4 separate regions of the Mus musculus genome follow, and all the other regions are linked to region 2. The links are chromatin contacts, called in public HiChIP or PLAC-seq, Micro-C and promoter capture Hi-C maps. All regions are on one chromosome and are shown on one strand. Each heading gives the region's core, a stretch centred on a gene start, on an enhancer-like site or on the middle of the called end of the contact. The rest is flanking DNA. Distances are from core to core; before and after follow the strand shown.

What was found. Promoter capture Hi-C pulls out the DNA fragments that hold promoters and counts their contacts. A called contact is a pair of places that touch in the nucleus more often than the background predicts. HiChIP or PLAC-seq counts read pairs in DNA pulled down with a chosen protein or histone mark.
Region 1: a contact with region 2 is called in a promoter capture Hi-C map of hippocampal neurons, with 2.6 times the contacts expected there. The contact joins the enhancer-like site here to the promoter of Gli2 in region 2. A contact is called at or near these places in 4 of 39 promoter capture datasets (hippocampal neurons, liver, stem cell-derived epiblast-like cells and 1 more) and 4 of 115 datasets of contacts at active chromatin or transcription factors (craniofacial prominence, embryonic forebrain, embryonic stem cells and 1 more).
Region 3: a contact with region 2 is called in a Micro-C map of embryonic stem cells, with 2.1 times the contacts expected there. The contact joins the enhancer-like site here to the promoter of Gli2 in region 2. A contact is called at or near these places in 7 of 39 promoter capture datasets (the 3T3-L1 cell line, cranial neural crest, hippocampal neurons and 3 more), 3 of 484 Hi-C or Micro-C datasets (all in embryonic stem cells) and 7 of 115 datasets of contacts at active chromatin or transcription factors (astrocytes, embryonic forebrain, embryonic stem cells and 1 more).
Region 4: an H3K4me3 HiChIP or PLAC-seq map of embryonic stem cells shows a contact between it and region 2, with 8 times the contacts expected there. The contact joins the promoter of Tfcp2l1 here to the promoter of Gli2 in region 2. A contact is called at or near these places in 8 of 39 promoter capture datasets (the 3T3-L1 cell line, cranial neural crest, embryonic stem cells and 4 more), 4 of 484 Hi-C or Micro-C datasets (all in embryonic stem cells), 11 of 115 datasets of contacts at active chromatin or transcription factors (astrocytes, embryonic forebrain, embryonic midbrain and 1 more) and 2 of 9 other capture datasets (embryonic stem cells and liver).

Annotation. Positions count from the first base shown.
Region 1 is chr1:118,588,273-118,591,107 of GRCm38.p6, forward strand. It overlaps Clasp1 (CLIP associating protein 1), which reads left to right. Exons shown (of 43, transcript NM_001359328.1): 40 at 2,149-2,277. Among named protein-coding and RNA genes, the nearest start is that of Tfcp2l1, 38 kb to the right of the region's middle. Within about 2 kb of position 1,314, at least 22 of the 459 cell types and tissues checked have an H3K27ac peak or open chromatin away from gene starts, as enhancers often do. A contact at or near this core is called in embryonic stem cells, hippocampal neurons and liver, where this site is marked.
Region 2 is chr1:119,052,297-119,055,544 of GRCm38.p6, forward strand. It overlaps Gli2 (GLI-Kruppel family member GLI2), which reads right to left and starts at 1,323. Exons shown (of 14, transcript NM_001081125.1): 1 at 1,006-1,323.
Region 3 is chr1:118,646,861-118,649,677 of GRCm38.p6, forward strand. The region is part of intron 2 of Tfcp2l1 (transcription factor CP2-like 1); the gene reads left to right. Among named protein-coding and RNA genes, the nearest start is that of Tfcp2l1, 20 kb to the left of the region's middle. Within about 2 kb of position 1,336, at least 44 of the 459 cell types and tissues checked have an H3K27ac peak or open chromatin away from gene starts, as enhancers often do. A contact at or near this core is called in embryonic stem cells and stem cell-derived epiblast-like cells, where this site is marked.
Region 4 is chr1:118,626,526-118,629,358 of GRCm38.p6, forward strand. It overlaps Tfcp2l1 (transcription factor CP2-like 1), which reads left to right and starts at 1,420. Exons shown (of 15, transcript NM_023755.2): 1 at 1,420-1,577. The coding sequence starts at 1,516.

The sequences.
Region 1 (2,835 bases), core at 64-2,563, 460 kb before region 2:
GGTCCCGTGGGGAGTCCCGTGTGGACCCTTGCGGGTGTTGGGCAAGACTCTGCTGGCAAGGTAGCCCGGGGCTCGAGTCTCGAGTCGAGCGGAAGGGACTTGTGCCCCAGATCAGGCCCGGGTAGCCTGCTTCCCTATGTACCGCAGTCTCAAGTTCCGCGCGATTGGATTGGGGCAGGCACTGTGATCCACTCACCAGAGGTCTTAGGGTCCCGTGGGGAGTCCCGTGTGGACCCTTGCGGGTGTTGGGCAAGACTCTGCTGGCAAGGTAGCCCGGGGCTCGAGTCTCGAGTCGAGCGGAAGGCAGATGTTTATTTTTAAATTTTTAAACTAATTTATTCAATTGTGTGTGTGTGCGCGCATGCATGCGCATGTGTGGACACATACACACAGAGATCAGAGGACAATTTGCAAGAGTCACTTTTTGCCTGTGAGTTTTGGGGATTAAATTCAGGTCATTGAATTCAGTGGCAAGCGCCTTTCCCACTAAACCTTCTTGCCTGCCCAGAGGGTACTTTTTTTTTATTACGTATTTTCCTCAATTACATTTCCAATGCTATCCCAAAAGTCCCCCATACCCTTCCCCCCACTTCCCTACCCACCCATTCCCATTTTTCTGGCCCTGGCGTTCCCCTGTACTGGGGCATATAAAGTTTGCAAGTCCAATGGGCCTCCCTTTCCAGTGATGGCCAACTAGGCCATCTTTTGATACATATGCAGCTAGAGTCAAGAGCTCAGGGGTACTGGTTAGTTCATAATGTTGTTCCACCTATAGGGTTGCAGATCCCGTTAGCTCCTTGGGTACTTTCTCTAGCTCCTCCATTGGGAACCCTGTGATCCATCCAATAGCTGACTGTGAGCATCCACTTCTGTGTTTGCTAGGCCCCAGAGGGTACATTTTTTAAAGGCCTTATTGTGTGCTGCCTTTCAGGAAATTTTATTTGGTTCACCCTGAGCCTGTGTTAGAGTTAATGTTAGCAGGGCAAATGACAGGTTCCAAAACTGTATTAATAGTTGTAAAACCAAGCCTTCATTCTGGGATATTTGAAAGTCAAAGAAGGCTTTGAAGCATGCCTGGGCCGTGACTATTCCTGATTCTCCGTAGCTCATATTGGTGGAAGTGGGTACAGATGAGGAAGGTCTACTGTGGGTGGCCTATGTGAAGCAGGCCACCAACACAGAATCAAAGGAACAACTGGGATGAAGCATCATAAGTAGGGTCCACTTTCCACATTGGTTTTGCATGGCCCAGCAGAAACAGCTAGAGCACAGGGCTGGGAGGTGTTCCGAGAAGCTAGCACAGTGAGAGGTCATAGGCCAGACCCAGGGTCACAGTGGTGGCGACTGATGGCAGCAGGAAGCGGGGACGCAGGCAGCAGTGAATGCTGCCTGCCCCGGAATTGCTTTCTCACTCTTGGGATTAAAGATGGGGCTTAGGGATAAGTAAAGATAGTGAATGGTAACAAAGGGCCCACACCATCTGTTCTTCAAAGTACTGTCTGTGGAGGCAGTTACACTTGGCTGGGCTCCGGGGGGCGATGGGATGATGTCATGCGGAGGGCAGGTGCTTTATGTGTGAGTTTGCACAGTGCACAGTTGAGTGACAAGGAATCAGGATGTGCTTCTTGGCTCTGTTTGCAGTAAACTCTGCTCTCTTCTTGAGATTAGGCGTCTGTTTGAAATGGCTTTCCTCCAGACACATGACTGAAGAGCTTGAAGCCTGTTGTATGGGTGACCTCATCACCCAGAAGGTCAGGAACAAACACGGTTCTCCAGCTGACCTCAGAGAGCTCACAGCTTGGCAGACCTGTCCATGAAAGGATCAGGTGCTTTGGGCTCATCCCTGTGCTTGTTTTACATAAGAATGACTCAGGAACCCAAGCTTCAGGAAGTCTAGAAAGGACAGGGACTGACCATGAACTAGATGTTCCATCTTCACTTGATCTGCTGTATGGGGCTCATTCTAGAGAAACCCATGCCAGCCTCTCCAGATGCTGGGTCCTGAAGATGTCACCATGCATCAGTGCCTGCTCTCTTGGAGTTGACTGTCCAGCAAGCCCATGTTGAGTAGACTTGTGGTCCATGTAGAGGGGCTCTTGCATGCTGTGGGCCACTATTAAGTGACATTTCTTTTCCTCTCACACCTAGCATTCCATTCGAGCTCTGGCACTGAGAGTTTTACGGGAAATTCTGAGAAACCAGCCAGCAAGATTCAAAAACTATGCAGAACTGACGATCATGAAGACTCTGGAAGCCCACAAAGACTCCCACAAGGAGGTGAGCTAGCCCTGGTGGCCAAGTGCCAACAGAACTGGGTGGAAGAATGCAGGACCCAAAATGAAATTTCATGCTTATGAGTCTTTTCCTTTTAACTTGGTCTGGGTTGTTTGAGTAAAATTCCTACTGCTGACATTAGAGCTGAGAAACCACACACCTAAAATGCTCACAAAATCCACCTGCGGTTCCCAGGTCCCAGCACCTCTGCAGTCACTGGCCAGTAGCTTGCTGACATGTTGAACCTCTGTGGCTCCCTACTCTGGAGAGGTTAGGGGTGTACAGAATGTAAGGAGCTGTCCTCAAAACGTGACTCCAGGGTTGGAGACATGGTTTACTTACTTAGTGAAGTCCCTGCTATGAAAGCATGAAGACCTAATTGATTTCCAGAACCCACATTAAAAAGCCAGTGACAACTGTACTAGATAGGAAGAAACAAGCATATCCATAGGATTGCTAGCCTACTGAGCAAACCGAGCAAATGAGACCCTATCTCAAAGGGAGGGAGGGAGGGGGAGAGAGGGAGGGAGGGAGGAGAGAGAGAGAGAGAGAGAGAGAAAG
Region 2 (3,248 bases), core at 73-2,572:
CCAGTTGGGTGGACTTCCAGCTCCCGGCGCGGCGGGAGCCCTCTCGAACTCACTCAAGCACACGGTCCCTCCCCCCACCCCCAATCCCGGAGGAAAAAAAACGCTCCCCTCTCTCTAAACCCTTAATAGGATTGGCGCCCAACTCTGTCCGCGCCGCTCCTCATCCATCACACACAGATCAAGTTGCAGTAGTGGATTTTTCAAATTCCTCAGCAAATATACTTGTTGAGAGATTGCTTGGGGGGTGTTAAGTGGGGGCTAGGATGAAAGCGAGGAGTAGGGGGAACCGATCCCTCGGCGAAGGATTACGCGTGGATCCATTCTGGAAGTCAAGGGGATCTGGAGACCTAGGATAAGAGAGAAAGGTAAGGAAGCCAGAACCGAGGTCCAGAGACTGGCGGCGGAGGGAAGGGGCAACAGGGTTCAACGAGAGGGAAAGAAGGAAGAAAGAAAAGACTGGCTCCTGGACGCGGACTCGCAGCGCGGAGAAGTAGAGTTGCAAGTTTCCAAGTGGCCGGCGGCGGTTGCAGCACACCGCACAGTCCCACAGGCGCGCTCCCAGCTGCCCATCTAAGGGAGCTTCGGCGCACCCCAGCCCCCACGTCGCCCCCAAACAGTTCCAGGCTCCAAGCGGTACCACCGGTCAAAGACCGGCCTACCCGAGCAACCCAAGAACAAGAAGCACTTCCCCTCAAGTGGAGGGCTGTGGTAATAAAATCGACCCCGGCCACGAGTTCTGATCCCCAAGATCCTCCTTAAGCCCTGCCGCTGCTGGACCAGGGCACTAATCAGGGTTGCCTTCTTTAGCCGGCCCCCCTAAAATCAGTGTCACGATCTCGATTCCGGTAAACGGATGAGAGACACTCCAAGACCGCCACAGCATCTCAGCCGAAGCTGGCCAGGCTAGGAAGTGCTTCGCCACCAAGAGTAAGGGGAGGAAAAAAAAAAAAAGAAAGAAAGAAAGAAAAGAAAAAAGGAAGGGTGGGAAGGCCAATGCAACTTTACCGAGGAGACAAAAGTTTGCCTCTAGCATGCAGGTGGCCTCTCGGGCGCCGGGCAGTGGTTGCAGGGCCCCATCCCAACTTGGCTGGAGTGGGGCTGCCGAGTGCGGGGGCTCCGGCTGCCGGGGCGGGGCTGGCCAGGCAGAGGAGGGGACCAAGGCGGGCGGGGGACTCGGGCAGTCCCTAAGGACACCAGGCCAGCAGCTCCGGGCGGCTGCGATGCTACGCACGACCCGTGCTCCTTCCTCTGGCTCCTCCTCGCCTTCCTCCGCGTCCTCTGTAGCCGCCGCCGCCGCCTCCCGCTCCTCCTCGAAGTCTCATTGATGAGAGGAGTTTGAAAAAAAGTCCGCGGAGCCGTGCTGCCTCGGCTGGCGAACGCCGGCACTCATGCAATCCATCAGCGTCTCTGGGATGGCGCAGCGCCCCCGCGCGCTGAGCTTGGGCAAACCCTGATCGTCGCGTCCTTAGCTTGCCCGCCCCGCCGCGTGCACCCTGCCTCTGAGGCTGGGGGTGGGGGGACACCACCCTGGAGGGGGATTGCCAGCGGGCGAACACAGACTCTCCCCCACCTCAGCTCCAGCAAGGAAAGCACCCCTTCGGAAAGTTCCAGCGGGGGACCAGAGAACCCAGGAGTTAGGGAGTGGGGGTGGGGGGTGACGACCCAGACGCCACTCTGGAGGAGAAGAGCTGGGACTATCGCAGATTCTTCCAACCCAGTTCGGAGGAAATAAAGCACCCCTACCAGAAAGTTCCAGCTACAGGAGCACACGCCAGTCTCAAACACTTTTTCTAAGGCGCCGGGTTGGGGGGTTGCTAACTCAAGTCAGATGAGCTCCGGAGCTCGGGCGCTGCGACTGCTGGTTTCAATATCTGAACTCCCCCTTTCTTCCCAACCCCCTCAGCCCTCCGCTGGTTGTTCCCAAAACTCCCGGATCCTCTGTGCGCCGTAGCAGAAGGAAGACACGTGGGTTGGGAAGCAAGACTGGATTCACGCAGGCCCTCGTCGCCCGGGCAGCTAGTGCAGGTGCCCGGGGTCCCAGGCGCCCCTCGCCATGGCTCGCTCACGCCGCCATCTGAGAGCACGCCGGCGACAAGTGACGCCAACCTTAGGCTTGCTGCTTATGTTTTGCAGTGAGAGGGGTCTTTCTTTCTTTCTTTCTTTCTTTCTTTCTTTCTTTCTTTCTTTCTTTCTTTCTTTTTCTTTTTCTTTTTCTTTTTTTTCTCTTTTTTTTTTAATCCCGGAGACTCCATTGAAGCTGCTGCAGCCAGATGGAAGTAATCAGAGGGAGAAGGAAGAATTAGGCTCACCGAAGTTGCAGGCCAAAGTGTAGATGAGGCTGTTCATGAAAGCATTTGCTTAAGTAGCCCCGGCTTTCCATACAGTCCAGAACTGTCCACTCCAAGAAGCAAGCAGGCAGCAAATGGCCGTGCCCTCCCAAGCCATGGGACTCAGCTTCCTCTCCTGGGCTCTGCTCTTAGAAAGCTGCCCGCGGGACTTCTTTATATTTCTTCCTGAGGTCTAGTTCCTTTGTATTGCTTAGCCTGCCATAGGGTATCCTCCTTTTAAAGGTGGAGTGACTGATGCCTGAGGACGCTTAGAAACTTGCCCACAATAATCTAAGGTCGGTCCATTTAAATAGAGGTGTCCTGTTGAGAATGTTGGTCACATCTCTTTCGAGCCCCTCCTTCTCAAAGCAAGAGAACCAAGCCTCCAGACCAATTCCACCCTGCCTTAGAGAAAGCTCCTTCTCAGCCCATGTTACTCACTGATTGGATCACTGTTGGTGGACGGCACAGTTTACACCGTGGGCTCTCCCTTAGCTTTATTTGTTTCTGCAAGTCAGTATCTATTTTATGAAATAGCCCAAGGCATTCCAAATGCTATGGATACTCTCCTTCCGAGGTCCACTTCCAAGACCCTGAGTTTTACATTTAAAGTTTATATTCCACATATTGATTTTGTGGGACAGGGTGTGAGGTCACAGTCCTCTGGCAGCAGTCAGAGGACAGGGCAGAGGGGGCTGTTTCTCTCCTTCTGTCATGTGGGTGCTGAGGACCCCACCCAGGCTCGCAGCAAGCACCTTTGCTGGCCTAGTCTTTTACTGACCTTGACTTACTTTTTAACAGAAGGGGAAGTGCTGTGTCCCATTCTTCCTTTCTTGTTACCTTCCTTCTTGATCTAGAGCGGGGAAGGGCAGAGATGCTACAAGGATTTGATGCTAACTTTGTCTTCCCCAAAGTCATCTT
Region 3 (2,817 bases), core at 86-2,585, 410 kb before region 2:
ACCATTGATGTAGGAAGGACCTTCAGGGATACTGGCAAAATATCAAAGATTATATGAAAATTCATATTTTGGGCCAGCAGGGTAGTTCAAAAGATATAGGCGCTTGTGTTGTGCAGTTTTAAAAACACACTACAGCCTTTGCCCCAGAGCTGCGACCCTGCTACCAGCCCCTCTTGGCTCCTTCTTGTTTCTCCTGGCTTAGCTCTGGGATCCAGCTGCTAACACTGACCTGGTTTCTCTTTCCCACTGGAGGAGTTGTGTTACCGGCCCACTCCTGAGACCCTTGCATCCGTGGATAAAACACACACACACACACACACACACACACACACACACACACACACACACACACACACACACAGCTCTGTTACCTTTAGAATATGCCTCTAAAGGCACAAGTGCTGGGCACAGATACCTCCTGCCTGAAAATTCCTTGGCTCCTGCCCATAGCGGAGGCCACACGCCCAAGCTGCCCTGAGACCTTACATGACTACTGCTTTCTTCTCAGTCAAAGCATGTCAGAAAAGCCCACCACCCCTTTCCCTGCCTTTCCTTTTTCTCTGGGGACCTGGAAGTTCCAACTGTACCTTCTGTCCAGCAATTGCCCACCCTCTTCTTTATTGACAAGTCAAGAATCAATTGGAGAGCTAGACCCTAGCAACAGAACCTCCCCTTACATGCTTTTCATCATGCCTGAGTTCAATCCCAGAACATACATGGTATAGGGAGAGAACCCTGTCCCACAGGTTACCCTCTGACTGCCACCAGGAACCAGTAAAATGTTTTGTTGAAACTCAGCTGTGCTCTTTCCTGCTTGCGTGGTACTGAGATGCTTCCATATTCTAATGGCAGGGTCCTTGCCACTGGGACTTGTTACTGATTGTAGTTTCTACCTGAGCCTTCACAGGAACTTTGATACTGCCACAACCAATAGTGTGGGTTACTTTAAGGAAAAGAAGAAAAATGAGGTGTGTGTGTGTGTTTCACTACCCCTTCTGCCACTGTAAGATAGCAGGCAAAGCCAATAGAACCTAGACATTTGTTTTCTCCTTCTGGTGGTTTAGGCCCCTTTGGGCAGGCATGTTTCCAGTCATCCCATGGATGGAGGTATGGAGTCAGGCTGAACTTAAATTCTTCCAGAGAGTCCCCACGCCTCCTTGGCGGGACAGTACTTAGAGCCCTGGGATTGAAGAAGGAAGGGGTCAGCAGGGCTCAGCCACCCTTGTTTGAGAGAGTGGTGTGAGTCCTGACTCTGTTCTAGCCACTCCCAGGTCACCTTGGCTCCCTGGGCTGGGCTGGGAGTCACCAGCCAAGGGCTAGTTTACATCACAAAGTGACCTGGGGCTCTTTCCTGGCTTTCCTTTGGCAGGCCTTTAACAATCTGAAGTAGAGGGCTGGGCGGGCAAGTCTTCCCAGGGAATTTCCTTGAGGCTGTTTTCTGGTGTCACCTGACTGCCCTTTGCTTATCTACTTCCTTCTGCCAGGCTGGGATCCTCGGACCTCCCAGACTGCACCAGATTCCTTGCTAGGCAGTCACCCCTCCAAGTCTTAGAGTGTCAGAGTTGCAAGAGACAAACCTGGGTGGGAGACCCCACAAAGACAATGGTTCCCCACTGTCTTTTTATGGTATATGATTATGATTTACGGTGTGAAGATGTAATGCATGCTTTAAAGTATTGGTTCAGGTTTAAAAAGTGACTTGATTGGCTGAGACCTCGAGTGGCTACCAAGTTGGTTGGTAGAGTGTTCACCTACCCTGAACAAAGCCTGGGGTTTGCCCTCAGTATCCCATAACCCCTTAAACTGAGGGCGGTGGTGTCTGTGACCTGTAATCAAATGCCCTGGAGCTGGAGCAGGAGGATCATTCATTCTCCAGGTCATTATCAGGTGAGGACCCTGTGTCAGAAACAAAGCAACCCCACTTTTGTTTCATAGCTCTGAAATAAAAATTCTCATTTCCAGTAATGATTTTCTCCTCTCCATTATCAAATAATTGCTTAGTTGAAAAGATCTTAATACAGACATGTTGTAAGATTCTTGTGATAGCCTTAAGTACAAGCCTTCCAGATAGAAAAGGTGAAAAAGAATCACACATAACAGCCTGGCCCTTTCACCCTTTGTGTGTTTGAGTTTGTCTGGGGAACGAACCTCTGTGAGTCTCCACCTTAATCCAGTGGGGCTCCTGGTTTCTAGTTCTGCTGTTGGCTAGTTGAGAGACCTTGCTTGTCAAATCAATATCCCAGTAGTCTCCAGCACCACTGTGTTCCCATGAGTGAAGCTGCTCGTTAATGCTCTCCAGAGGAAATCCCCGGGCCTTGCTGCACTTTGCTTGGAGTTTCTGTCATGGTCACTCCTTCCTTCCCTTGACCACAGACACTCTATCTATTCTTCAGAGTTCTCTCCCATGCCACCTGCATGTGCCAGCCTGTTTCAGATGCCCTGTCCATTGTCAGGGTGGACCTAGCCTTCCCATCTCCTAGTCTACTAAGGAATTATTAATTCTGCTTCATCCTGTCCCTCTTTTGCTGACTGATACTCTTTCAGAGGACCCAGCACCCATAAAAGAGCCACACAACAGCCTATAGCTCCAGTTCCAGTGGCCCTAACACCCTCTATTGGCCTCTGCAGGCATGCACACATGCACCCATAGATTTGAAAATTTTAAATTAAATCTAAAAGAAAAAAGAACTGGCTCTGGTATTCCCAGTACAGAGAAGGTAAAGACTGCTAGGTCCCTGGGGTTTGCTGGCTTATCAGTCTAGCTGGACTGGTGAACTCTTATCTCAAAAAGTATGGTGGAAAACCAGGCATGATAAC
Region 4 (2,833 bases), core at 170-2,669, 430 kb before region 2:
TGATCACTTTCCAGTTTCTCCCATGAGAGCTCTAGGACTAAAATGGCCTTTGCATTGTCACACATCCACAGAGTTGGGTGTGATAGCTACAGGAATGTTGCCCAACCCCTGACACATGTGACCTCTAGGAGCATCAAGAGCAGCAGAGGTGGTCCCTGGAGAGGCAGACAGGGAGTATCCCAAGGGTTTCTCACAGAGCAGCAACCTGTGGCTGGAGACAGTGCAGAGCCAGCAAAGGAAGGGGGACTTGTGTGCCTATGCTTGCAGGCCCAGGAAGTCTTTATAGACTCATTCAATTAAGCAGAACGTATGCCTAATGAGGTCCTGAGACATCACCCTGTGGGTTCACCTCTAGGAACTGTGTACCTTTCTGCTTGCCCATCTACCCATGGCCTACTACTGTTCACATTCAGGCAGACTCGACTTTCCAAAAGCCAATTATAAAGAACATCCAAAATCTTAAAGGAGCAGAAAGGTGGCAGGCACAGCAGCACAGCACAGGTCCTTGCTGAGTTGCATAGCCAGACTCCCATTGTAGAAGAAAAAGAAATGACTCCTGCAAGCTGTTTACACTGCACACACACTAAGGCACAGTGTCCTTCCCACACACACCCACCCACCCACCCACCCACACACAGAGACTTAAAAACAACCCTATTAAAGGAAGTGGAAAGAGAATCTTACCTCCCGTTGCCTCCCGTGTTTCTGACACCTGGACACTTCATCCCATCTCCTAAACTCTTCTGCATGTCACACGAGCCCAGTTTGTCAAAGAAGGACTGTCACAAACCTGTCTGAAACTTTCTTTTCTGATGCTTCCTAGGCTCATCTGGACTCAGACTAAGGACTGATTCTGGGCTCTGAGTAAGAGGCCCAGGCATCTCTTTTAAGTTTATTTTTATTATTTTATTTTATATACTGTGCAGCAGAAGATGACCTTGAATTTTGGATCTTCCTGCCTCTACCAGTGCAGGGATTAGAGACCTGTTGTACCACACCTGGGCTTAGAGCTTTGTGTATGCTAGGTGACTTCATGTATGATATGCTCAGTGAGCTAGTCATGGAGTTAAAGACAAGTAAAAGCAACAGAGAAAAAAGGGTATAAGGTCAGTGTTCAGAGCGAGGAAAAACAAAAACGTTAAGGGGAGTGCTTAGGTGCTCCTGGCCACAATCTCGCCCTGAGCAACTGCCTTGGGCTCAGCGTGGAAGCTCAGAGGCCAGTAGGCCACAGCGAGAGTGGCTGTGTCCCCAGGGTCAGTAGCTAAGCAAGTGCCAGCTCCCAGAAAGGCACAGCTCCGGCAGGTGCGGCTCAGCGCCTCCCTCCGGCCGTGCTAGCCGTAGGGACGGCCCTGCAATAACCACGCCCCTAATGCCACGCCCACCTGACGGCCTATAAAAGGCGCCGGCCGCAGCCCACTCAGGTTCGAGTGGGTGCTGCTTAAAGGTGGACGGCGGCCAGGGTTGCCGCGTCCAGCTCGGTGCCACGCCCCGGCCGGTGCTGCGGAAGCCTCAGCCATGCTGTTCTGGCACACGCAGCCCGAACACTACAACCAGCACAACTCTGGCAGCTACTTGCGGTAAGACGTGGCAACACCTGCCTACGATCGGGGTCCGAGCGCTGACTAACCTCAGGCCTCCAGAGAAGGGCCCTCCGGGAGGCCCCTAGGGAATGGTCGGGGAAGAGGCGCACTGATGCCCGCGGGCTGCTTCTTCGAGGTTTCCTTGCCACTCGCTGTGTCCCCAGCCGGGTTTCGTCGCCTTTCCTCTCCCTTCCCCACTCCAATAGGAGAAATAAACTTGCCTCATCTATCAGGAGCTGGAGTGTCCCGGGAAGCCAGGCCCCGCCCGCTCTTTGCTCTTCTCGGCCCTTGGGCCCACAGGTGGATAGCGGGAGCAGGTCTGCGCTGCAGCCCTGAGGGCTCGGGCTTCAGGGGGTGGCTGCCCTTGCTCGGGGTCAACTTGGTATGGCCCCTAGAAATCTCCTCTTCTGTGGGGATTTCGCTAGCGCACTTTAAGGGAAGAGGGTCCCGCGGGATTTTGCAAAGTTCTCTGAACTCCCTCTTTTAGGAAATAGAACTTCCTCACCTCCCCAAATTGCTTTGGTGACTCCGGGATTCTTTGATTTTTTTATCCCCCTCGCTATGGTGCAGCTGGCTGCAGGGCTAATAGGCAGGCATTTCTTTTTCTGAACTCGCCAGAACCAGCTTCAACCTGTCTTTATTTCCATCCTAGTCACAGTTTATTATATGTGCCGTACTTAACCCAAAGTGTGTTTGATGTGGGCTCAAGAAGACATCCCAGGGGCTGTCAGCCCTAACTACAGACCCTTAAGTGCTTCTTTGGACCCCCCCCCCAAGTCTCCTCTTTTGGATTTCTTTGTTATTTGTACTTCCTGGCTTCTGATTCATGTATGTTCAGAACTCCTCTAGGAAGACATGCCCCTTCTTAGAAAGCCGAGGGTTGGCCAGGTTTCACTGGTGTATCTTCAGTTTTTTTTTTTTTTTCTTTTAAAAAATAACTCCAAACCATTGAAAATGGTAATCAAACTAGGGACATGAGACTGCAGATCCCGGTGGTGGTGTTGAGCCCACAGTTAAAATTGCTATAGAATAAATATATGCTAACTGTATTACACTCTATAGGGTTACCTGTGGTTTCTTTTGGATTGTTGTGAGTAGCCATTAGGTATTTAATCTCATCCTATCTTAAAAATGAAGTTGAAGGTGACCTTGAGCGGAAGTATTTGAAATCTAGTTGCATAAAACATTATCCTTGTTTGAGGCGTGGTGTGGTTTATGTATCTGTGCCTGAGATGGAAGTTTTGTGAGCCAAC